Regions from separate parts of the Mus musculus genome. Here region 1 is linked to region 2. The links are chromatin contacts, called in public HiChIP or PLAC-seq maps. All regions are on one chromosome and are shown on one strand. The core of a region is the stretch at or near the end of the contact, and the rest is flanking DNA. Distances in the headings are between cores, read along the strand shown. Region 1 holds the start of Col2a1 (collagen, type II, alpha 1). Region 2 holds the start of Tmem106c (transmembrane protein 106C).

What was found. HiChIP or PLAC-seq counts read pairs in DNA pulled down with a chosen protein or histone mark.
Region 1: a contact with region 2 is called in an H3K4me3 HiChIP or PLAC-seq map of embryonic stem cells, with 49 read pairs. The contact joins the promoter of Col2a1 here to the promoter of Tmem106c in region 2. A contact is called at or near these places in 3 of 39 promoter capture datasets (the 3T3-L1 cell line, the SN4741 cell line and neural stem cells), 3 of 15 datasets of contacts at CTCF or cohesin (CD8 T cells, the NIH/3T3 cell line and embryonic stem cells), 13 of 484 Hi-C or Micro-C datasets (the G1E-ER4 cell line, the HL-1 cell line, embryonic fibroblasts and 6 more), 6 of 115 datasets of contacts at active chromatin or transcription factors (the SCID.adh cell line, embryonic stem cells, epiblast stem cells and 1 more) and 3 of 9 other capture datasets (adipose tissue, liver and pancreatic islet).

The regions. Positions count from the first base shown.
Region 1 is chr15:98,001,148-98,006,251 of GRCm38.p6, forward strand. It overlaps Col2a1 (collagen, type II, alpha 1), which reads right to left and starts at 3,577. Exons shown (of 54, transcript NM_031163.3): 1 at 3,262-3,577. The coding sequence starts at 3,346.
Region 2 is chr15:97,962,196-97,967,502 of GRCm38.p6, forward strand. It overlaps Tmem106c (transmembrane protein 106C), which reads left to right and starts at 2,034. Exons shown (of 8, transcript NM_001252153.1): 1 at 2,034-2,140; 2 at 2,645-2,835; 3 at 4,052-4,115; 4 at 4,742-4,901; 5 at 4,992-5,132. The coding sequence starts at 2,655.

The sequences.
Region 1 (5,104 bases), core at 2,327-4,826, 40 kb after region 2:
CTACCTACAAACGTTAGAAGACACAAGCAATACATAATAATCTGAAAGGCAGGCCGAGCCCTCGGGCTGGGACGCTCCTGCCAGAAGTCTTGCCTCTGACTGAAGATGGCAGCCACAATATGGGTGGCAGAAGATTCTCAATGCCTAGTCGTGGCTAAGACTGACCAGTCTAGACCTGCGTTCTCCAAGAATGCTAAGAAGTAGCTCGGGCTGGACCCTCTCCACCAGCGCCCTGCCGTCTGGAATTCGCCCTGCACATGAGAACGGTGCTGACAAGAGAGCGCCAGGGACTGAAGAGCCCGCACCGTGTGCTAGGCAGCGCCCGGCGCTGTTTTTCTCATCAAAATCTCAAAAGCAGTGGCAAAAGCTGAGGGTGAATAATAGCGAAGAGCCACAAACCCAGTGGGCGTGGAGAGAAACGGGCCTGCCCTCTGCTCTTCAAGGAGGGCGAGAATCCAAAGATCAAAGTCTCCTTTTTCTTTTCCACTGGAAGAAACCCATCTATCTAGCCTTTAGATAAGACAATCGAGGAGAAGCTGAAGGAATCCCAGGGGGAAAAGGTCGAAGCTGCTGGGATACTCCCTGCTCCTCCACCTCAGGCTCCAATCCCACTTTCCCCACCCCCAGCGGCGCTAATATCGCTGGAGGTGAGGAAAGGCTAGTGACGCCCTGTCTTGACTAAGAAATGGCACTCTATTGCCCAAGACTGCCTAGGACAACCCGAGAAAATCCTGGAGAGGGTGCGTCGTGAAAGCTGATCGGGTTCCCCAGGAAGGGCGCCCTAGGGCCGCGCGGGCCAAAGGAGGGGCGGGTCTGGCCGGGTGTGAGAGCTGCTGGCTGACTCTTTGTGGCTGGGGCTCCGGACACAGCCCTCCAGCAGACAGACATCCGTAGAGTAAAATGTAGGATTAAATGACTGCCCAAGAAAGGAGCCAACGCTGTAACCAGATCGCCTAGGTGCGGTCCGAAGAAGCCAGCACCACCCTAATTGTGGCACGAAAGGGGCTACAGATAGCATCCTGGCCGCCCGATCCGGTTCCCCTCGTTACCGCCGTGCGGCATAAGTGATTCTTTGTGGCCGGCCAATTAAAAAGCTACCTCTTTCGGGGAACTGTTTTGCTTCGTCGCCGCTGTGCGCGGGGCTGGAGCCCGGGAGGTGGCGGCAGGCGGGCACGGGGGGTGGGGGGGGGATGAGGGCGGGGAGGCTGTGCATTGTGGGAGAGGGGGGTCGGGGAGTTGGGGGACCCACTGGGCCTTGCCTCTCATGAATGGGGCTTTTCTCAAGCGCATACAGAGCCCGATTCACAGCTCTCCACGAGGAACCAGTTTAAATAAATACGGGCAGGGTTTCAGCCCATCTGGAAGCCATCGCTGCCAATCCCCCAACGCAAACAAGTCTCACAAAGGAGGACTGAGGTCTCCCCTCCCGAACCAGCAGCACTTTTGGAAGGCTAGGGCTGAGAAATGCAGATGTGGGTCAATGTCTTCGCGGCCAACAAGTTTCCCAAACTCGTGGAAAGATGGAGAGGAGGAGCGCGGTGGACTCTAGGTTTCTGACATTCCTAACGTCCACACAGGCTACGCCTTGCCCCACGTCAGGTCTTTGGGTCCTGTGGATCCAAGGCTAGAGTGTGGGGTGTCTGCCATTGGTGAGGCAAGCTGGGGTGTAAAACCAACGATTTTTTTTGGGGGGGGGGGGCATGGTCAGATGCAGAATCGTAAGAGACCGAAAGTTTTAGACAACCTCCCCCCACCCACCCACACTCATACAAAGCTGTGGAATTCACTCTGTCAAAAAGGTTGCAGCAGTGAGAGAGAGCTCTTTGACACTTAAGCGAGCGCCTCTGCTATCAGATGAAGAATTCGAGAAAGCGTTAAGACGCTCAGTTCACTCCACTGCGCTCCATAAAGAACACCGGTCAAGACCGCAGCTTTGTGGGGTGTGTGCTTGAAAGTTTAGGACAAAAAATACAGTCAGGCCTATCTCAGACCACATACAAACACTTCGATGCCCCCCCACCCCCGCCCCCAGAGCTCGAACGCAGGACTCTGGCTTAGCTCGCCACCCTGCCACCCTGCGCGGCGGGGTCGGAAAGTGCTATCCCGGGCTTCTCGCGGCAGCGCTCCCCGCTCTAGCCCTGCCCCCCGCCGGGTCCGCCAAGCTAAAGAGCAAAAAGTCCGCCCGGGCCCGCCTCCTTCTAAAGCATCTCTGGAGACAGCCTGGTGGCAGGGGAAAGAGCACAGAGTCTCACGGGCAGAGGGTCTTTGATCCCCACCTACTGTCCAAACAGTTTCACCTGCGATTGATTAACAGTCTGTAACATACAGAGAAAGACAGGGCTGGAACCCTACCCGTCGGAAACGTGCCCAAACACGTGGAAGAAAATTCTCTACCTAATACACTTTCCAGGCTTCGGTTGTCCTGAATATAATCCCAGACAGTGGATCTTACCCAGGGAGGAGATGGAAAGGTGCGGGAACCGCCCTTGGACCGAGGCTATACAGCTGCCACCTCTAACGATAGCCATACGCAGGTCACTAGCCTGACCCCATATCCATCCACGGCTACACACGCTGTAAAGTAACTCATTGTAGGGTATACAGTGTGTGTGTGTGCGGGTGGGTGCTCTTGGGGACACATTTGGAAAGCAGGTCTGTTTGCAATGTCAACGTTTTTCAGTGTCAAATTCCTGCAGCCTAACGGAGGCAAGGGGAGAGCCGAGTTTCAAAGAAGGGCTGCCCGGCTGCACCTTACTGTGGGCCAGCCTGATAGCGGAGGGGACTGGAGAGCTGCGCTGAAGTCGCCGGGAGCCGCTTTTTCTTTGTGGCCTCAGATTTCAACCCATCAGGGTCAGAGTTAGTTCTTTGTCTAGCGCCCCTTTGAGTTCTGCAGCGTCTAACCCCTAGACTAGGCTGATAAATCAACCCGTAGGCGTCTCTCGATTTCTCTCCTACTTTTAAGTGTGGGGCTTCTTTTACTGAGCTCGAAACGTCCTGGTCAAAGCTGGTGGAAGGTGATGCGTCTGTGTTCAAACCTGTTGCATATCCTTGCTTAACGCAGGGACCTGAGAAAGTCTCCAATCGTGACTCTCACTGAAGATGCTGCGACAGAGGTCCTTACTCGCAGAATTAGGATCAGTGTACTCCTGTATACTCTGCGCTTAGGACTTAGCGCCCTAACCCGGACCAGTACTTGGGGGAGGGAGTAGGAGGAAAAGGGTCACAAGTCAGGGAAGTAGGCAGGGGCGGCGGGCGACTTACGGGCATCCTGGCCCTGACACCGTAGGACCGCGGCGATGAGCAGCGTCAGCAGCACCAGCGACTGGGGAGCCCCGAGGCGGATCATGGCTCACCGCGAGGCCTGGCAGAGCCTGGCCCGGGCGAAGCGCAGCGAGGCGGCAGAGCACGGAGCGGGTCCGGGTCTCTACCGCTCCCTCATGCAGGAGGCCCTAGGAGCAGGAGGAGGCAGGAGACCCGGCAGCCCAGCGGCGCTCTGCGTCTTCCCCCGGCAGAGGCTCCAGTTATATGCTCCCGGTCGCTCCAAAGGCTGGCAAACCGGCCCAAACCGCGGGCCGCCCCCTAGCCCCCCGCGGGGCTGTAACCTGAGACCCCGCCCCCGGAGCCCGCCCAGGCCGGACCAGAGCCCACACCTGCCAAGGCCAGTCGCCCCTTTCGTGAGCCCAGCTTCCCGCCCCCAATGTGCCCAGTGGCCTGATCGGGCGGGGCACCGAGACAGCCTCCGGTCGCCCCCACTTGGGACTGCCACACTGCCCCCTCTAACCACAGGCGGGAAGGGGGGGAGCATCGGGCCCCTTTCCTCGGAGTTCTGCTGGGGTTAGAAGGGAGGGGGTTGTTTGCAGAGGCATAAGCCTGGAGTTTTAGACCCAAGGCAGAGAGGACGAAGCAACAGAAAGGAGCAAGAAAGGTGGGGATGGGGAATTTAGGAGGCGGGGAGGTGCGTGGGGGACCAAAGCATGAGCAGATGGACGTTGTCCAGAATCCTAAATCTGGGGGACAGTTTTCCAGACCTGCCTTCCAGCTCCTTTGCGGAGTACCTGCCCGTGAGCTCCCACCTGGAGTCTCGGGGACCACAGCCTCCCTAACCCATCCCCCATCCAACTAGCTAGAAAAGGCCTAGGTAGAAGGGGGAACTGAGCGGGTGGCTAGGACAGGGTCTGGTGAATTCCTACACAGAGGGAGACCTGTGTGGAGGTCTAAGGGGCGAACAGGCCAGGGAAGGGACTAACGGGACTGCAGACAACCCCGGGGACAAAACGGGATGGATTGGAGACGCTTGTCTAGTTCGGCTCTTCCTGGCCCAGGTTCAGGAATCTCCAGGGGAGTGGGTGCCCTTAGCCTGGATAGAGCAACCGCTGGCCAGGGACTGTTGGCCACTCTGAGGCTCTGGCCAGAGAGTCTGGAGGTGGCTCCAGCTGGACTCGGCTTTGTGAGGGGCGGGGAAAGCGCCAGAGTTTCCTAGTTATTCCCCCACCCCAACCTCATTCTCCAAGTCTTCCCCTATCCCTGGACCTCCAGCCTCACCTACCTTCCTTGCTCCCCACCCCCCCACCTTAGCCCAAACTGCGGAGGTTCGGCCTAGCCCTTGCTATGTTCCCGGAAGTCTCCTTTGAGAACAAGAGGGTGAGGATGAGTCCCCAAATACATCTTTCCTTCAGGAGTGAGATGGTCCTCCGGTGAACTTTAAGCAAAGTGAAACTTGGAAATTAAGACCTGATTTAAGCAGTAACTCCTTTGTCTCGAAGTGGGTTTCTGTGTTGCTTTCCTCCAGGAAGCTGGAAGTCCTTGGGAGAAGCCACCTCTATGGACCTGACCGACACTCCCAGGGAATGCTGGAGTGTGTGGGGGCTTACCCAGCACACCACACCACCTCAGACTTTGGGGTTTCTCAGGATGGAAACAAAGAACTTCGAGTGTGTAGAACGTAATTTCCCTGCAAGTGTACTGGCTGGAGAAGTAGAGAGTGTTTTGTTTGTTTGTTTGTTTGTTTGTTTGTTTGTTTTTTAATGTAAAATGCCACTGGGTTTCAACCAGTCTAGGGTGGGGGTTGCTTGAGTCTTTCTTACACCTTCCCAGGCTATTCAAG
Region 2 (5,307 bases), core at 784-3,283:
AGAATCAACAAAACCATCAGCTGGTTCTTTAAGAAAATCAAAAAGATACGTAAACCCTTCCTTAACCAGACTAACCAGAGGGCAAAGAGAAAGTATCCAAATTAATAAAATCAGAAATGAAAAGGGAGACATAACAAAGTATATCTTAAAATAATTACAGTTTGTTGAATATTAACAGTTGAAAATAGTAAAATCATGTTCTACAAACATCATGGAAATATTATTGATAATTTTTCTCTCTATGCTAGAACTTAGCATTTTCTTAATGTTTCACTTCAAAAAGTTTTTGCTATTTTGAAATTTTTAAAATATACTTACTGATAAAGTAATTTCTCTCTTAGAAACACTGATAATCTTTTTAAAGTAAACTGATTGTTAGACAATGTTCACAGATATATAATGCATTTTAAATACTCTCTCACTATGTCAGGTGCTATCATATAAGGGCTTTTGAATATATTCCTTAATGATTCATTTTTAATATTTTATGCTCTTTTACTATGCTTAATTACAATAGAATATTTTGTATGTTTTGAAACAATTTAGTATTCAATGTTAGATATAGGATCCTCAGTTATGGATAGTATTAAATATTCATTAATGATATTTTTAGGATATGAATATAAAAGTTGAACAAAATTTTATGTATTATTTGATTCTCAAAATACTCCATAATATTAATATGTTTGATGTATAAAGTGCATTTAAATAATACAAAAAATTATGAAAAAAACAAATAAACAAAAAACAACCAAATCAAACCATCCAAACAAAAACTCCAAAACCAAGACCAACTAACAGACCAAGCTTTCCTCTTTATTTGCGCTGTGTCTATATTTATTAGGATTGTGTCCCACTGTGAGAACATGAAATCTAGGAAGATCAGAATTCTATCAGGGACCTGATTTCTTTTATCCTTCTGTCCAGAGTTCCTCATGGCCTCTTGGTCACAACACAGCTACTTTAATCTCTAATACCAAGCTCACAGTCCAGACAGGAAGAGTGAGAGGATCAGCTGAGTCTCTATCTACTTTAAGGAGACACAGAATTTTTACTAGAAAAAAATCTACAACCTTCCCCCAAACTGGGCAGAACAGTATCACCAGAGTTCATTAACTGCAACCAAACAATATGTTTTTAGCTTAGCCTTTATTTCTCCCAATATCATCAGATTTATTTAAGTAAGAGACATAGAAGTAGGGCTGGAGGGATGGCTCAGCTGTTAAGATCATTAACTGCTCTTCCAGAGGTCCTCAGTTCAATTCCAAGCAACCACATGGCGGCTCACAACCGTCTGTAATGAGATCTGATGCCCTCTTCTGGAGTGTCTGAAGACGGCTACAGGGTCGTCATTTAAATAAAATAAATCTTCTCTTGCTGTTCTTAAAACAGGGTCTCACTTTGCTGGCTGGCCTCAAACTCACGTTCTAGGCTAATTTGAATTTGTGGCGATCCTGCTGTCTCTCAGATGCTGGAAGCCCCGTGCACCATCACACAGGGCTCTTTAGCCCTCTTCGCCAGTTTCATTTCGCTTCTGTGGCACTTTAGCTTTCGGAGGAGCTCTCAAACCCTTTATGCCCATCCCACGTTTTTTGTGGATAGTGGTCCTGAAATAGGATCACCTTGCAAAACTTAGCTTTGGGTTTCATTCTTTTGACTAGCCAGCAGGACTCCGATGGAAGTTGCCTCCAATCAGGCCCCTTGTCACAGTGGTTCTCCATAAGCTCTTTAGGCATTCAGATCCTCTGCCGGGACCTAGTACAGGTTCTGGGTTTTGGGTTTCTTTATGCCCCGTGTCCCTGTGCGGAGAGAATGGCTTTGGCCGTCCTCCTCTCACACAGAAGCGCTCTGATCCGGAAGCTCAGATCTGGGGGTATAGAGGAGCGACGTTCTGTCTCCGAGCACCTCCGCGGTTCTCTGTCGCCCCCTACCGGTGGGTAGGTGCGCTGCCGCTGCGCGGCAGGAGGGACGCGCTGGAGCTCAGGGCGCAGGCGCAGGCGCTCGCGCTCGCCCGGGTCCTCGGGCGGGCTTGCGGTTCTGCGCGTGCGCACGGGCGGAGGCGCGCCGAGGACTCGCTGGAGCGGGCAGGTGGAGGGAGGAGTGGTCCCGGGAGTAACTGCCAGCAGTTGGTGCGCCACAGGTCCGGGGGCGCCCGCGTTCCCGAGCCTCGGAGGCCTGAACGCGTTCGGAACGTGGCTTTTTTTGTGCGGGGGCGTGACCTGAGCCCGCCTCCTCGGCTGGGAGTGGAGGAGAATGGGGATCGCTGAGGCCTTTAATTAATCTGGTGCCTGTTGTTTGTGTGCCCGAGGTGCAGCCTGTTTGCCTTTTGAGTTTGCAAACAGAGGGGAGGAAGCGGCGGGGTGGGGTGGGGGAGCAGGAGGGGAGATGGGGTCTTCCGGGCAGAGAGCCTAATCCAGCGAGGGCCGTCCTATTCCAGGGGGAGGGGAGGCCAGACACGACACGGGACACTGCTGCAAAAGGAAGGCCGCAGTAGGAACTGCCAGTGTTGCGCACACAGGCACACACTTAGAACAACAGCCTCTTGCTCAGTATTTTGCACTTTATGCAGAAGTGATTTTTTTTTACCTCTAGAGCGGCCCCACATGGACACTAACACGCGCTCACCACCCCCCTCCCCATATAGGAGATGACACATGGGGTCTCAGCACTCCTCTGCCCTCACATTTTGTCAGCGAAAGAAGGATGACAACCCGGAGGACTTGCTGGCTGATAGAGATCAGGAGGAAGCCATCGCTCAGTTCCCCTATGTGGAGTTCACTGGGAGAAATAGCATCACCTGTCACACCTGCCAAGGAGCAGGCTACATCCCAGCAGGTGAGACCATCGGCCATCACACGGAAAGCACTCTGGCATCTGCTCCAGCCAGCCCTCCATAGTCATAGCCCGCCCTGAATTGTAGCCAGCTCCGCTGCCCTGATAAATGGACAGACTCCAGGTTTTTTGTTTTTTGTTTTTTTTAAATCTTACACTCGGAACCCTTTCTCTTCTTCATTTCTACTCCTTTATTAATGCCTTAGTTTCTTTTCTGGTTGCTCTGATAAAATACTCTGACAATGGCAATTTAGGGGATGAAGGTTTATTCTGATTCACAGCTCCAGGTCACAGCTCCATCACTGAGGACAAGTTATACAACAGCAGCAATTTGAAATCGCTTATGTCACCTTATAGTCACAGCAAACAGCGAGCGAGGAGTGCTCGTACCTGGTTTCCCCTTCCCTATTCATTCAGAGATACAGCCTATGAAATGGGTGCCACCCACATTTAGGGAGGGTCTTCACATTTCAGTAAACCCAGTTAAGAAAATCACTCACAGACACGCCCCGTGGGCCGACCTAATCCCGTCTGTATCCACTGAGACATCTTCCTAGGCCACTCCGGGTTCCCAGCCCCTCTCTGGTTTGGAATGTTTATTTCTCTGCTGTGGGATCTGTTGACAAGGATGTTTCTCTATCGTTCTTGCTCATAAGGATGGCCACAGCATTGTGAAGGAGATATTCTAGCAGATCCTTTACAAACAAAGGCACCATGAGCAGTAGCCAGGGGTCAGCAGAATACCAGGGGGTGGGGAGTGACAGTCGGCTCAGGAGTGGGGCCTGGATTATCTGTAGCAACAGCTGCCACTAAGTTGACCCTAGGTGTTGGGGGAGTCACAGAGATTAGAGCTTTTAAGAACCTTACAAACCACACAAAGCTCCAAGTGAAAAGTGACAATGGCTTTGAGATGTTCCGAGACTTCGTCAAAGACAGCGAAGGCAAGAGCCCCCCAGCCTCAGTGCCGCAGCCCTACGGTGCTGGTAGAAGTTTTACAGTTTGTGGCGTTCTCCTTAGGCTAATCTGTTTCTTCCCCTCCAGCTTTTCTTATCCTGTCTCTACATTTACCCGTTCCTTCATCCAACCAAAAGTGTACGTTTTAGTGTCTAAGCCCAGCTGAATCTCAGCTGTGCCAGTTGACGGCGAAATGTGACAAGAAGAGGAAGGGCCACTCATACCTGGGGTTTACAGAATGAGTCTGTGTTTGCTGCTTTTCTAGAGCAAGTCAATGAGTTGGTGGCTTTGATCCCCCACAGTGACCAGAGGCTGCGTCCTCAGAGAACGTGAGTTGGCTGGCTCTCATCTGCCAATACCTTCTTCTGTTCCCAACTCCTCTCTATGAAAGAACACCAAGTAATCTTTGAGAAAGATGTCTGTTCTTATATCTGCCCTGTTTCCTTATTTTCTTTATCCACTAATTTATGATTATTACCTCATTATTTATTTATTTATTTATTTATTTATTTATTTATTGTGATACTAAGGCTTGAACCCAGGCCCTCTCACTTACTAGACAAGCACTCTTCCACTGAACGATAGCCTAGTCCTCCCCATTTCCCCTAGAACTTTTGCTTAAGTGAAATGTCTCTGTCTCGTGTTACAGTCTGGGCAAAGAAATGTGAAGCTAGAAACATCTTAAGGGTCAACTGAAAGGAAGGGGTTGGGGAAAGAGGCCGTCCTGGGAGATGAGCGGTGTTTAGGAGATAAAAGCACCGGTTTCTCTTTGGAGGGCGAATGGTGCTCAGAAGGGCTGAAGGGCCTTTTCTTGCCCCATTGCTCTGTGCCCAGTCTGTGCTTCCTGATTCTGTTCGCTTCCTTTCACTGCATCAGTATTGTGTCAATCAGGACCATTTAGGCTCCCGTATCTGGTATCTGACCGACCACGGTGACCCTGTGCTGTCGTTTGCAGAAAACAGTATGTCCTCCTGTCGGTCCTGCTGTGTCTCCTGGCATCTGGCCTGGTGTTCTTCTTTCTGTTTCCACACTCGGTCCTCGTGGACGATAACGGCATCAAAGTGACAAAAGTCACGTTTAATGAACAGGACTCCCTTGTGGTCCTTGATGTCACGGTAAGATGAACGGCCTCGCTTCCTGGCCTGCGCACTTGCCAGCCTTAGACCGGGACACTTACCTGGCGCTTCCTCCCTTGCCCTTCCTAGGCCACCCTGAAGATCAGGAACTCCAACTTCTATCCTGTGGCGGTCACCAACCTGTTCAGCCAGGTCCAGTACATGAAGGCTGTGGTCGGCTCGTACACAACCACGAATGTCTCACTCATTGCCCCTAGGAGTGAGCACCTGGTATGTCGTTGTTGATGGGCCTCTGCCCACGGGCTAAGGAAGAGAGCAGGTGCTGTGAGGATGCTGTGAGGATGCTGTGGGGATGCTGTGGGGATGCTGTGGGGATGCTGTGAGGATGCTGTGAGGATGCTGTGAGGATGCTGTGAGGATGCTGTGAGGATGCTGTGAGGATGCT